2 separate regions of the Pan troglodytes genome follow, and region 2 is linked to region 1. A link is a contact called in public capture Hi-C data. All regions are on one chromosome and are shown on one strand. Each heading gives the region's core, a stretch centred on a gene start, on an enhancer-like site or on the middle of the called end of the contact. The rest is flanking DNA. Distances are from core to core; before and after follow the strand shown. Region 1 overlaps BBS9 (Bardet-Biedl syndrome 9). Region 2 overlaps BBS9 (Bardet-Biedl syndrome 9).

Evidence for each region. Capture Hi-C pulls out chosen DNA fragments and counts their contacts.
Region 2: a capture Hi-C map of stem cell-derived neural stem cells shows a contact between it and region 1, with 3 times the contacts expected there. The contact joins two enhancer-like sites. A contact is called at or near these places in 2 of 7 Hi-C or Micro-C datasets (blood and stem cell-derived neural progenitor cells) and 1 of 1 other capture datasets (stem cell-derived neural stem cells).

What each region holds. Positions count from the first base shown.
Region 1 is chr6:39,524,558-39,531,216 of NHGRI_mPanTro3-v2.0_pri, reverse strand. All of the region lies in intron 22 of BBS9 (Bardet-Biedl syndrome 9), which reads right to left. Among named protein-coding and RNA genes, the nearest start is that of BMPER, 140 kb to the left of the region's middle. Within about 2 kb of position 2,351, at least 3 of the 24 cell types and tissues checked have an H3K27ac peak or open chromatin away from gene starts, as enhancers often do. A contact at or near this core is called in stem cell-derived neural stem cells, where this site is marked.
Region 2 is chr6:39,652,165-39,658,845 of NHGRI_mPanTro3-v2.0_pri, reverse strand. The region is part of intron 23 of BBS9 (Bardet-Biedl syndrome 9); the gene reads right to left. Among named protein-coding and RNA genes, the nearest start is that of BMPER, 17 kb to the left of the region's middle. Within about 2 kb of position 5,300, at least 4 of the 24 cell types and tissues checked have an H3K27ac peak or open chromatin away from gene starts, as enhancers often do. A contact at or near this core is called in stem cell-derived neural stem cells, where this site is marked.

The DNA.
Region 1 (6,659 bases), core at 1,102-3,601:
CATACATCGTTTCTCTCAACATTTAACTAAATACTGTGTCTTCCAGGAGCTCTTGCCTGACTAGTCTTGATTTATGCTGTTCAATCCCAGCACTGGCATATGACACACACCACATTATTAACTTCGAGTGTAAGTATTTCCTTATATTTTTGTTAGTTGTTCCAAAAACTTGCCACAGAAATAAGTGCCTGGTCTTCCCATGTTTAGACGGCAAGCATTTCAGGGACAGGGACAATTTCTTCTAACTCTTTGGTGCCCCCATACAAGCCTACGGACGCATGCGTTCATCCTTCTCTCCCTCCATCCATTCCGCAGACCTCCTCAGAGCAACTTTAAGACTCCAGATACTGTGCTGCGTGCTCCTGGGGAAACAAAACTGAAAGATACACACACAACTTATACTCGATCAAAATGAAAAGTTGCTGATTCAACACGCTTGGGGAAAAGTGCAGTACAATGTTGATAGTGATTGTCTTAAAGGGACAGAGTTCTTTCTATTTCTCTTACTGATTTTTCTGTATTTTTATTAAGAATACGTGTTCATTTTATATCAGAGAAAAGCTATTAAAAAAAAAAATCTAATCACTAAGTTGAAAGACCAACGTCAAATTTACAGAACAAAGAGGTAAATAAGAATGTAGTAAACAAGCATTCAAATAGGACTTAGCAGCTTGGGTCTGAGTTGAGACTTTGCTCCTGACAAACTGTGTGATCTTTTCAAGGTTTGGTGTCCTTAGTCTATAAACTGAAGATGAAAATATCTCCTTAATAGAGTTGTTCTAAGGATTCTATGAGACAATGCCACTGAAAATGCCTTACAGGCATTGAATAAAGAAAGGTATCATTACTGTTACTGATGTTGTGGATTGCATCTGATTTCAAATGACAAGCTCTGGAAGTCAGGCCTGTTGCATATACCACTAAGCATATTATGAAATTATGAAGGTCAAGGCCAATTATGCCAAAAAGTAGTTTAAATGCTTGGTTCTCCCCACCCCATGGATGTCACAATTTGCTCAAGATGAATGAATACTAAAAAAGTCTTGCCAATTCAAGCGCCCTTCCTACTTGCAATTAAAACCCAGGCATTGCAGACCACAGAGAGAGAGTGGGTTGACAAATTCCTCGGGCTCGTGTTTCTTTCATGGTCTTCCGGGCTGTATGAAATCACAAATATACGTTTGGATTTTATTTTCGCAAGTCAGGGAAACAATAGGGAGCATGTTGATTTGTTTTTCTTACTTATAAAAAGAAAAAAAGCAGTGACATTCCATTTTCATCTACTAAGAAGAGACGATAAACTTTGGTTGAGAGGAGAACAAATTGCTTCGTTCCCCTGATCAGGCACAACGTCCTAACGTCCTGTACTATCCTGCTTCTATAATTCCTTCAATTGTTTTGGGATTTACTGTGCCCCCTACAGCTCTAAGGGGAATATTCACTCCACAAGTCACTTGCCTAACGATGGAAGCAAACTTCTTACAGCATGTATTAATGCATTATTTCCCCTTGTTCTAAATTTCTCTGCACCAAGCAAAAGAAGGAAGACATGCTCTTTCAAAATTACTGGACGAAGGTTGGCTAAAGTCAAAACTGGCCTAGTAATTGCCCAGTAAATCACAAGTCATAAGGCATCCTCACCTCCTCTGAACCTCAAGCCTTCAAGTTCTCTCTCTCTCTCTCTCTCTCATTAAATGGAAAGATAACAGCTGCTAGGGTCAGATTACCTTGGGCTGAAATCCTGGCTTCTCCATTTTCAAGGTTGATGGGCTTAGGCAAGTTATTTAGCTTCTTGAAACCCCATTTTCTTCACATGAGTAAGAACATCTAACTTGCAACACTGTTATGAGGATTAAATGAGATGAATGTAAAGTATCGAACACAATGCCTGGCACATGATCAGTCTCAATAAATACTAGTTTCCAGATTCCCCTCCTTGGCCTCTTTTGCTAGTTTGAGTACAGCATATGTCTTCATTGTACATTCATCACAAATTCCTGGACCTCTGGCACATCAGATGTTCCAAGCATTCAGAGGTAATAAATTGGAGGGAACCCCCAAGGCTGTGGGAAGCCTGGTTTCCCAGCCCCTTATGCAGACCACCTACTGCTGCCTGCAGCAACCACCCTGTGAGGAGAGCAGCTGCCAGACAAAGGGACAAGGGACAGGCCTCCATCTGTACCTCCTCCCGTTTGCCTCCAGCACAGCGGGCAGCCATCATCCCCCAGGAGACGCCTGGGAGAAGTTTCAGTGTTTCAGATGACAGATCAGCCCATGCTCTCTGACCCAGATTAGACCAGACCCAGAACCAGTCCACCCCTCTATGTCACCAGCAAAGGATTTTAATTCACTCCCAGGAGACTGTAAGGAACACTTGGACCAGTGACGCATGTAATCGGTTGCGCTCTGCAGTGAGCCTTCGGAAGGCTGTAAGTTTCACATGTTGCACTAATATTTCACCAGCCTGTCAGCCTTAGCCTGTCCATAGAAGCCAGGCTGCAAATTCAGCACTCTTCATGTCCCCAGACAGTTGGGGGAGGAGAGGCAAAAAGGAGGCAGAAGAAGACTCAGAAGAGAAGAAGAAAGAAAACACATTTGAGACCTAATTCAGTGGTTCTCAGTGTGGCCCTGGTCCAGCAGCATCAGCATCCCCCAGGAGCTTGATAGAAAAGCAAATTCACAGGCCCCACCAGGGCCCCATCAGATATTCTATGGTGAAGCCTAGCAATCTGCTTCCACAAGCCCTCCTGCAAATCCGATGCATGTTATCACTTGAGAACCACCAAGCAAGCTAAATAATGTTTAGGTAAACTAAAAGTCTAAATTTGATGAGAAAAACAATGGCCCAGGGATCATTGTGATAAAGGAGAAAATCTCTACTTTGGGATCAGGAGTCCTTAGTATCATTTCCAGCTCCAATGATTGCTAACCATGTGATCTTGAGGAAGTGACTTATCTTTTCTGAGCTTCAGTTTCCTATGTGTTCAAGGTGGTAATCAGACCTCCCCTGCAGAGTTGGGGGATGAGATACACACTCTATCGATGATCTAACATTTATAAGCCTGTTGTTTACTACACTACACCACAGAGCTTCCCCTGTATACTATCAGGGCGGGGTTCTCAACCTGTGGCAACTGAAAATGTCTCCAGACATTTCCGCAGGCCCCCATTCTGAAGCTCCAAGCCAAGTCAATATTGGAGTATCTTTATGCCATTCACATGAGTGAGGCAGATGGGAGGCAGGGAAGAAAAGGGAGTGGTAAGAGCTTGGGGTTCTCACAGATCTGAATTCAAATCCTAGCTCTGTACATGCTTTTGTGAGCTTGGCCAAATAATTTAAGCTTTCTGAGTCTCAATTTTCCTATTGGTAAAATGGGTAGACAAATAGTAGCTACTTCTTAGGGTCTCAGTGAAAAGTTACATGATATCACGTGTGTGTAACACTTAGCATAGTGCTAGAAAATTATCACCTTGATGTACTACGTGGCCATATTTGGCTGGGCTCACAACAAATTGTGCATGATGAAACTGAAGACACTGTCTCTTAACAAGAATCCCAAAAATGATACATTTCAGTACAATGAGAAACTGGTTCCACATTTCACTCTCCATCCTTCAGTCCTTTACGGCCATTATGAACTTAGGGGTTGTCCATACAGAGAGGCTCTTTCATCAAGCCATAAGAGATTAACCACAATACAGCTTTAAAGGAACACTTTGTTTAATACCCCCCAGGGTGTGTGTGTGTGTGTGTGTGTGTGTGTGTGTACAGAGAGAGAGAGAGAACAAGAGAAAGAGACTCTTCTTGAACTCAGTAACAGTTGGCGAGAATGTCTCACCTCTAGGATAGAAAGGGAGTCCCCCTTTATATTATCAGTTACTGACCACTTACAACAACGTAGCACAGTGCACTACCTGCACTACTCACTTCATCTGCACAACCACCATTGTGAACATTATATAGGTACCACTATAATCCCCGTTTTACATGTAAAGAAACACGCTTTTAGGGGTAATTACATCCATACCACCTTAGGCAGACAGACTGATCTAATTCATTTCTTAGAGAGATTTTACAACCGATCTTTGTCATCTATTTAGCTAATATTTTCCACAGTCAGAAGAATTATCTTCCTCTGCATTAAGCTCCAAGTTGCTCTGAGACCTGATTTAGGGGGGTCAGAGGAACTGGACTAAAGCCAGGGTCATGGACTGGATTTGTCATCTTCTCCAAACATCTTTACATTCAGGCCAGACACAGCTCTGGGGAAGGAAAGCCACAGAACTGTAGATGTGTTCCTACGTTCTGTACCAAGATGGGGCTCCCACCTGGATTATGCCTGGATGGCAGCTGGCAGACACCTAGCTACATTCCAGCCACATTCAGCACCATTCTGGGGGAGCTGAGGGCCTCCCTTCCTTTTTAAAGACCACCAAACTTCACTGATTCACACACTTTTCACTTTGTGGGTCACAGTTGATCATAAATATAACACGTCTGAAATCTGTGAATTTACATTGGGTTTGTATCAATCGAGCCATCTACCTCTGGACCACTTGGGTGATACATCAGATATAGTTGCACTTTACTCTCTTCCTGAATTCGCTAGAAACAGTTTGGGGCACATGATTAGGAAGATGTTTATTCAAAGGTAGAGTTCAGGGAGGAAAATATTATTAGGTGACTGTTGGGATTGGCTCATTATGCAAAGACTGGCTTAGAATTGCTTTTATCATAAAACTTTCACTTCTTCTAAGTTTAGTCCAATAACAAAAGTCTTCCTGTGGCAGTGGAAGGAGCCAAACAATAGCATGCTTTGTCTTTGGACTCACGAATTTTATTTCTAAGGTGTTGGGTGCCATGGGTCCTTGAGCTATAGTGCTCACTAGGCAATGGGAAATTATGTGGACGAATTGAAGGACATAGCCTATATAAATTCCTAATCTAGTAAAACTTCAGCTCATGCTAGAACCAAACTTGTCTCCAAGGTTTTGAGCAACATTTGGTCTTACCATCTCTTCCTCTCTCAGGCACATGTGGACTGCTGGGTTCTAGGCTAACTGGAAAGGAAACAAAAGCTAAAATCTTACAGCCAGAAAACCTGTTTATATTTAATTGATAGTCTTAAAACTTGTGTCTGGGAGGAAGTGTGGTCTAATTGTTACAACTGTGAGCGATCCCTAATTTCATGAGTCTAGTCTCTTTTACTATTACCAACAAATCATACAAGACCTTCGGTGATTTAATTTAAACCAAAATGGCCTAGTTTTCTTGGTGAATGATAAGAACCTAGAATTAAAGACGTTATTCAGGTGTAAGTGTTATTCAGGATTAAATTCTCCGAAATGGAGAATTAAATCCTGGGCAAGGAGTTTGAATTTGTGAGCAAATTTGACCAAGAAAGAGAACCAGTAGGTATTGCTTTTGGAGAGGCAGCCTCACCATCCTGATATTTACAAAATTTCTACCCAGGGACCCAGGAATGAATTTGGTTCTCAAAAAGAGTTTAAAGACACCCCTCCCAGAAGTCTTTAAAGGCAGTAATGAGTATTGGTGAACAATTTCCATTACTTGAAAAAAAACCTTGATAACATTACATAGGCATGCTATCTAAAATACTAAATGTCTTTAATTTTTAGCTGGAGAAACATAACTTACTTGATAACACATATTCTGAGCAAAAGCTCTGATAGTCTTTGATTAATGAAAACCCCCAAATGAATTTTTATTACTAATTGAGGTTTGTTTGCTAGATTAAGGCATTTAAAATATGGGGACTATGAGGAAAGAATAATAATAAAAAAGGTACTTGGAGGAGATATTTGCTTGTTGGACCATTGGCTCGTTAGTTTGTTTTGAGAAGGGTTGGAGAAATGAAGGAAAGAACTAAAATGAGTGTGAAAAGAAAAATAGAGCACAAAATTTCAGTTAGATGGCAGGAATTAGTTCTACAGATCCATTGTACAATATTATGACTACAGTTAATAACAATGTATTGTATTGTATTGTATTTTTGCAAATTTGCCCAGAGAGTAGATTTTAAATGTTCTCACCACACAAAAGATAAAAAGTGTGTGAGGTAATGCATACGTTAATTAGCTCAATTTAGGCATTCCACAGAGTATGCATATTTCAAAGTAACATGTCGTACGCAATAAATAGATACAATTTTTATTTTTCAATTAAAAAAATAAATTTTTTAAAAGTAAGCAAGTAAAACAGGAACAGAAAGAGAATAAAGTAGTCAGCAAGCAATCCACGAAGCATTTATAAATTGAGTAATAGATTATAGCGCCACCTCGTGGTTGGAGGAGTTTTTGTTTTGATCATTCATTTAGGTTTCATTCCCCTATTGTTACTGCAACAAAGATAGAAAATAATTACTCTCTAAATAGGATGCTTTAAGGGCAGGATACCCTAGGTATTGCCAGGGTGCCTTCAAGTGTGTTTTACTTACAAAAATATAAGCCCCTGAAATGCTGATGGACCACAACTTGATACTTTCCAGAGTGGCAATTAGGAGGCTTTTTTAATAGAATTTTCTTCCTAACAGGTTATGAATAATACATTGCTACCAACGTATAACCATTGTGGGTATACATTGTTACCCAACACACAGGCACAATTCTGCTTGACGATAGACTATGCCTCCTAGTAA
Region 2 (6,681 bases), core at 4,051-6,550, 120 kb before region 1:
TTGTGATAAATTGGCATTGAAATGTTGAACTAATGTTTCAATATTTTCGTTTAATACTTTTAAAACCTTAGTAGCCAAATCATCTCATCTTCGGAATTTTCTAAAAATCTGGAAACCTTAGGGTTTAAATAATGTGTTTCTGTTACATATTTCTTACACTCAACTGTGATTTTTGCAATTACATTTTTAAAAATATTCATGGGAGAGCCTAGAAGCAGACTTAATCATCCAAACCATATTCAGAGCCAAAGAACCGGTTATTTTTTAATTTAAGATGTTGAGACAGACCTGTTATGAAAATACGCAAAAGGCTTCTCATTGTTTTTCAGGAAAATGTAAATAAAGGGGCCCAGTGGCTTATGTTTTTTATAATCCCTAACTCCAAAAAAATCAAAATGCAAGAGAATGTTTGAAGTCTGGTTAATATTCAAAAATAACCTCTGAACAGTATGGTCTTTCTCTGAAAGATGAAGAAAATGAATTCCAAGGAAGGGAGCTGACTTCCCCAGTAATTCCTTAGCATAGTCTAGCAGGTATCACCATCATTAACTAAATTACCTGATGGCTTCTGGTCCCCAGGCTCTGCCTCCACCCTGGGCCATGCCTCAGCCTCCTCCTCACTCTCTTAGGCTGGTCTATATTTGCAAACCAGTAAGCCAAAGATTGCTGCTGCTGCTGATGGTGAGACCATGGGTAATAGTCAGTGGACCAGAAATGAAGCAGGAACTCCTGCTTCCCTCTGCTCCTCTCCTTGAACACTTCTGGCCTCAGCACTTAGCACTGTCTGCACAGTAAGATTGTGATGTATTGTCCCAAGGGGTAGGGACAATAATTCAGATAACTTTTAATCTTCCTGCACTAAAACTGCAGTTGTCTCACAATCCGATTGAAAACAAAAATGAAAAAAAAAAAATTTTGAAGCCTGAATACCGGTGGACTTTGGGCATGGTGAATACCCTTAATTTTTCCAGCCTCATGGCAATTTGAAGAGATAATGTGGATAAAGTTCATTAAATAAGCAAATCTGCTAAGATTGTTTTTATTGGATGCAAATGAGTGTGTGTGTGTACACAGTTGTAGAAAATGAGCAGGACCAGCGTTTTGGTGTTGTGATCTGTGCAGTCACAGGGCCCTCATCTTGGTTTACTGCTTTACCACTGCTGTGTTGATATTCTTAATAACTTTGAACAAGAGGCCATCCCCACATTTTCTTTTTGCACCAGGCCCTGCAAATTATATAGCCAGTCCTGAAAATGAGAGTTTCCCCTTGGTTCTTGGGGGCCTTCTAAACCAACAAGTAGAAGACCCAGGCCTTATTATTCCTGCATCCTTTGACTTCAGCTGGATTTTTACTCACGGCATTTATTACTAGCATGTTCTCAAGCTAGAAAAGGGCAGCACAGTGGCAATGCTGTCAAACAAAACTGTTGATGATGCAGTGATTGTACAGGAGTTATTTGCATTAAGATAAAATATTAGCAGGGCCAGGTGCCCTGGCTCATGCCTGTAATCCCAGCACTTCAAGAGGCCAAGGCGGACAGACTGCTTGAGGTTAGGAGTTTGAGATCAGCCTGGGCTACATGGCTAAAACCTGTCTCTATTAAAAATACAAAAAAATAGCCAGGTGTGGTTGTACATGCCTGTAGTCCCAGCTACTCAGGAGGCTGAGGCAGGAGAATCACCTGAGTCCGGGAAGTCAAGGTTGCAATGAGCTGTGATCGTGCCACTGCACTCCAGCCTGGGCAATGGAAGTGAGACACTGTCTCCCCCCGAAAAAAAAAAGATAAAAAAAGATAAAATATTAGCAAACAGCTAAGTGAGTTATTTCTATGTTCTGTGGTCAATTCCACCTTAAACTTGAGGCTCTATTATATGCTAGGTACTGTTTTAGGTACTGGAAACACAACAATGAACAAAAGAGATAACAATCCTTGCTCTAATGGGGCTTATATTCTAGTTGGGAGAAATACACAATAAATTAAGCCTTATAAATTAAAAAAAAGTGACCAACTGCCGAAAATTAAAGCAGAAAAGAGGCAGTGGAAACTATTTTAAATAGGATGGTCAGGGAAGAACTCATTGAGGGGATGGCATTTGAGGCAAGCCTGGAGGGAAGTAAAGGCACAAGCTGTACATTCTCTGGCTGAGAAACAGAAAGTGTAAAGGTTCTAAGGCAGGTGTGTGCTATTTGAGGAATAGCAAAAAAGGAAAGAGAAGAAGAAAGAGGAAAAAAAAGATGAAGGTATGCATGTACTAAGAGTCCCATCTTGCACAGACTCGTAGGCCACAGTTAAAAATTTGTAGGCCAAGTTTTGTAACGAGAGTTTATAAAAACTGTTAGAAGGGAAGTGATTGAGGGGTTTGGAGTCTGGGATTGATGACATGGCAAGATTTAACAAGATTATTCTGGCTCCTGTGTGCAGAGGTACAAGACAGCTAGGATGAAATCAGGAGACCAGACAGGAGAGTACCAGGTGATTGGCAGGGGAGGTGGTAAGAAATGGCTAGATTTGGGGTTTATTTGGAAGGTAGAGCCAATCAAATTTGCTGAAAGATAACCACAAACAATAGCAACCACAAGAAAAATAATAAGATCTTTGACCATGTCCTTCAACTAGCCTAACCTCTGGCAGGCTTGGCTATCAGTGTTATCTCAGTCCATCTTCACAGTAACCCTGCGTAAGAATTATCATCTGCATATTTCAGATAAGGAAAGTGGGGCTCAGGCAGTTAATGTAACATGGTGAGGGCACTAACTATTAGTAGAAAGATGTTAATCTATGTAGATCCAAAATCTTACTGGCACATCATGCAGGGAAGATGCTAGTTTTCAGCGTCAACTCAGAAAAAAGAAGATAAAAGAGAGTAAGAAAAGCCTGATTTGGACTCTAAACTTTCTTCTCTGTTTAGTAGCTAAAAGGGATGCTAATAATGAGTGAGCACTGGGGTACCATAATGAACTTTGTGCTGGGAAAATGAAAGATTTCCTACCAGGCACTAATTTAGGAGAAATGAGCTCACCTAGCTCTTTGAAGAATTTTAACAACCATGGAATTGCGCCAGTAGGATAGAACCTGAGCCAGATAGATACTCACTGCAGTGGTTTCATACTCAGCCACTTTCACAAAAGGCCAGACTCCAGGAGCCAGTAGCTGCTTCCAGGGGTTGTGGTGAATGGAGGCGTGAACTACCATGAACTACGTAAATGGCTCTAGAGTTGACTGGAAGCTTTCGCCCTGGGGGCTGAATACTTAAGAAAGGCATCTGCCATCCCAATGGGAAAGGCAGGGGAGGGGTGAGGAGCTGTCAGCTGGAAGTGAAGGATGGGCAAGAGGCTGGGAGTAGGACCTGGTAACCCAGATAGGAGAGACAGTTGTAAAGCAGCTGTAAAGCATTTTAGCCAGGCTGAAAGCATCCTCATGAAAGAATGCCACTGCAATCAGCCCACATAGACTGTGGAGGACTGTCACCATGTGTATCCTCCACAGTTTATTGAAAAGTAAAAGCTTGTCTTTCCCACCTTGGGGGACAAGGGAGGGAATATAGCTCCTCCCAAAAAATAAATGAAGTGAGGTGATGTTCTGGTGATGATTGCTGCCACCCCAAAACTTAGTGGCATCGAACTACCAATCTGTTATGTTCGTGGGTTCTGTGTGCTGGGAATCCTGATAGGGCACAGTAGTATAGCTTGTCTCTGCTCCAAGATGTCTGGGGCCTGAACTGAGAAGATACAAAGACAGTGCTGAGAGGATGGTGATGTGGCCTGACAGCTGTGGACTGGAATCATCTGGAAAATCCTTCACTCATGTCTGGTGGTTTATGGTTGCTGTTGGTTGGGACCTCACTTGGGGCTGTTAGCCAATGCATTTCCTCTCCATGTGACTTGGGCTTCCTCAAGGCATGGCAGCCCTGTGGTAGTCAGATTTCTCACACAGAAGCTTAGGCCTCTGAAGGTGGAAGCTGCATTGACTCTTCTGACCGAGCCTGAGAAATCTTGCTGTCACTTCTGCTGCATTTTCTTGGTTATAAATAAGCAAGTTGCAAGCCCACTTCGACTCAACGGGCAGGGACATAAAACCCCCTCTCACTGAGACAAGTGTCATATAATGTGTGTTCATGTTTAAAACCGCCACAGCAGAGCTTAAAATATCCTGGCATTTGGGAAGCTTGCACTTACCCTGGGATCTGGGAGGAGAGTGGGAAGGTGCTAGGAACTGTAGCAGGCATCCAGGCTCCTTTTCCTCTCCTCCTCTCTTCCCCTCATTTATTTTCTGAAACCCTGTGGATTCTGCCCCACCTAACTTGACGCCTTTGAGAGGGCATTATTTTCTAATGGTTCATCAGAGTCTGCAGTCCCATTCTCCTTTTCTCTTGTTCCTGTATGTCACAGCAGACATGCGTTCCTCCCTGCCTGACCATAGTGGTTAGAATTTCTGCCGCCAAGTTTAAGTCTTGACTCCGCGAATGCTGAGCCCTCTGACTGTGGACAAGTAGAGTGATCTCTTTGAATCTCGGTTCTCCATTGAAATTTCCTATGATAGTTTTATTGGGATTAAGTGGGATGATGCCCGGCAGAGAAAAGCCACTTAGGAAACGTAAGCTGACCTGATTTGAAACTGTTCTAGCACCATTCTATTTTATTTCATTTTTAAACTATCTTCCTACTCCTTATACTTTGTTCATAGTCTTGGTGCAAACAGATCACATTCACACCCTGGCCCCCACGCCTACTAGGTTGATGCAAAAGTAATTGGGATTGTGTCATCACTTTTAAGGGGCAAAAACAGCAATTACTTTTGCACCAACCTAATAACTGTGGCGCCTGAGGCTGTTTCTTGGCCCCTCTTAGCCTCAGTTTTGTCATATGCGTACCGCAGATAGTAATGCAAGTCTTTTGGGAACTGGGGTAGATTAAGTGAGATTATACATATAAAGCAGCACTACCACACCAGGTTCTTGTGAAGGCTAATTCCCTTCCTTGTCCTGTTCCACCCTCTAATTCCCCTTCATACATCATGGGCTTCCCTGAAATGAGCAAAGTTCATTCTACTAAAGATTCAGAACTTTCTCCCCAGCTCCATCTCATACACCTCTCCCATCAATAACCATTCCCAATTTCCCAGTCTCCCACCATGAAAATTCAACTATCTCAGTCTTTTGTGAGGGGAGGTTGCTTGGAGATAGCGTGGCCTACCTGATCCTTGAGAAGAAAGCCAGCAGGACAGCTTAGGTTAGGCAGGGGGCAGCTCCGCGTCACAGTCGGCTGCCTTGCCTGGAGGCCTGGGTAAATATGTCAGCCCCAGGCTGGCTCCAGCCCCCTGGTGGGGAAGCTGACACTTGCGTGCTAGAAGGAACATCCCCCTTACTGTGGGACTGGGACTCAATTTCCAGCCTTTGTGGAGAAGGAGCAAGAGAGGTAATTGTGTCAAAGCCTGGGGGTTTCTTACTCAGGACTAAACTGGCGGTAGCATGACAGCAGCTGCTGGGGTGTAAGTCTTTCTTGCAAGGAAAAAAAAAAGCTTTCAAAAATTCTCCCCCTAAATAGGGTAGGCCTTAAGTGATCCCAGCCCTCTGTGTAGGGTCTTTGCCCAAATACTCATCACAGCCACAAACATGTTCCCTGGCAGCCCAGCAAAAATCACTCCCCTCCAATGACTGTCAGTTTTCCATCTTCCTTTTTTTTTTTTTTTTTTTTGAGTGGAAGAAGTTATTTACCAGTGAAAGGAATCTGAACTATACTTTCAGTGTTTACATTCCTGAAACCAAGTGAGGAGACACAGCCCCTGGGAAAAGGCCGTCCAGAAACTTGAATGGGCTTCCTCCCTCCTATTTCTTCCTCCAGCTTCTTTTAGAGAACAACAAGAGGTTGAAGGTGTCATCTTTTTTCTTACATTACCCCATGCCTGCATGGGTTTATTCACCTATCCTTTCAACAAGCACTTAATGAGCATGTATTATGTGCCTGACCATGTGACCGGTCCTGGGAACCTAAAGATAAATTAAGCAGGATCCTTCAACAGACTCTGTGTGTGTTTGGTGGGGGGATGGTGGGGTGGCCGTAAATGTCAGTGGGTGTTAAAGTGCTGTGGCAGGGCCAGAGAATGCAGCCACGTGGGAGGACCCACAGCTTCTGGTGATGGGTGAGGGACAAGTGGGTATGTGCTATCTGGAAAACAGCAGGAGAATATTTCCATAAGAAAGGGCAGCAGGGACAAGGCATGAAGCAACATGACCCTCTGAAGAACCACAGGTCCTCAGGGGCAAGAAGGTCCCCGCCGGAAATGCAGCTGGACATCCTGGCTCGGCTGGAACATGCCATGCTACAGGGTCCGGGCTTTTCTCCAACCCTCCAAAGAGCTGCTCTTCCAAATTAGAGCAGCTGGCAGGTTACTTTCCCAGGCACATGGACCTGGTGCTTCCTCAGTTTCCCCCATCTGCAAAACATAAAATAATTCTTCTCCAAGGCCTTGCATGGCCTGGATGAGCTACACAGAAAGTATTATGTGGCTTCCAACTTTCATCTGCTTTATTGGTTCATGAGTGAAAACGTTCATTTATTTTTATGGGACACATGGGCTTGGTGATTTTTTATTATTAAAAATGAAATTCTTGAGAAAAATTCAAAACTTTGGTTTCACAGCTTTCTACAATATTACATTTGGATTCTGTGTCTCTCAGGCA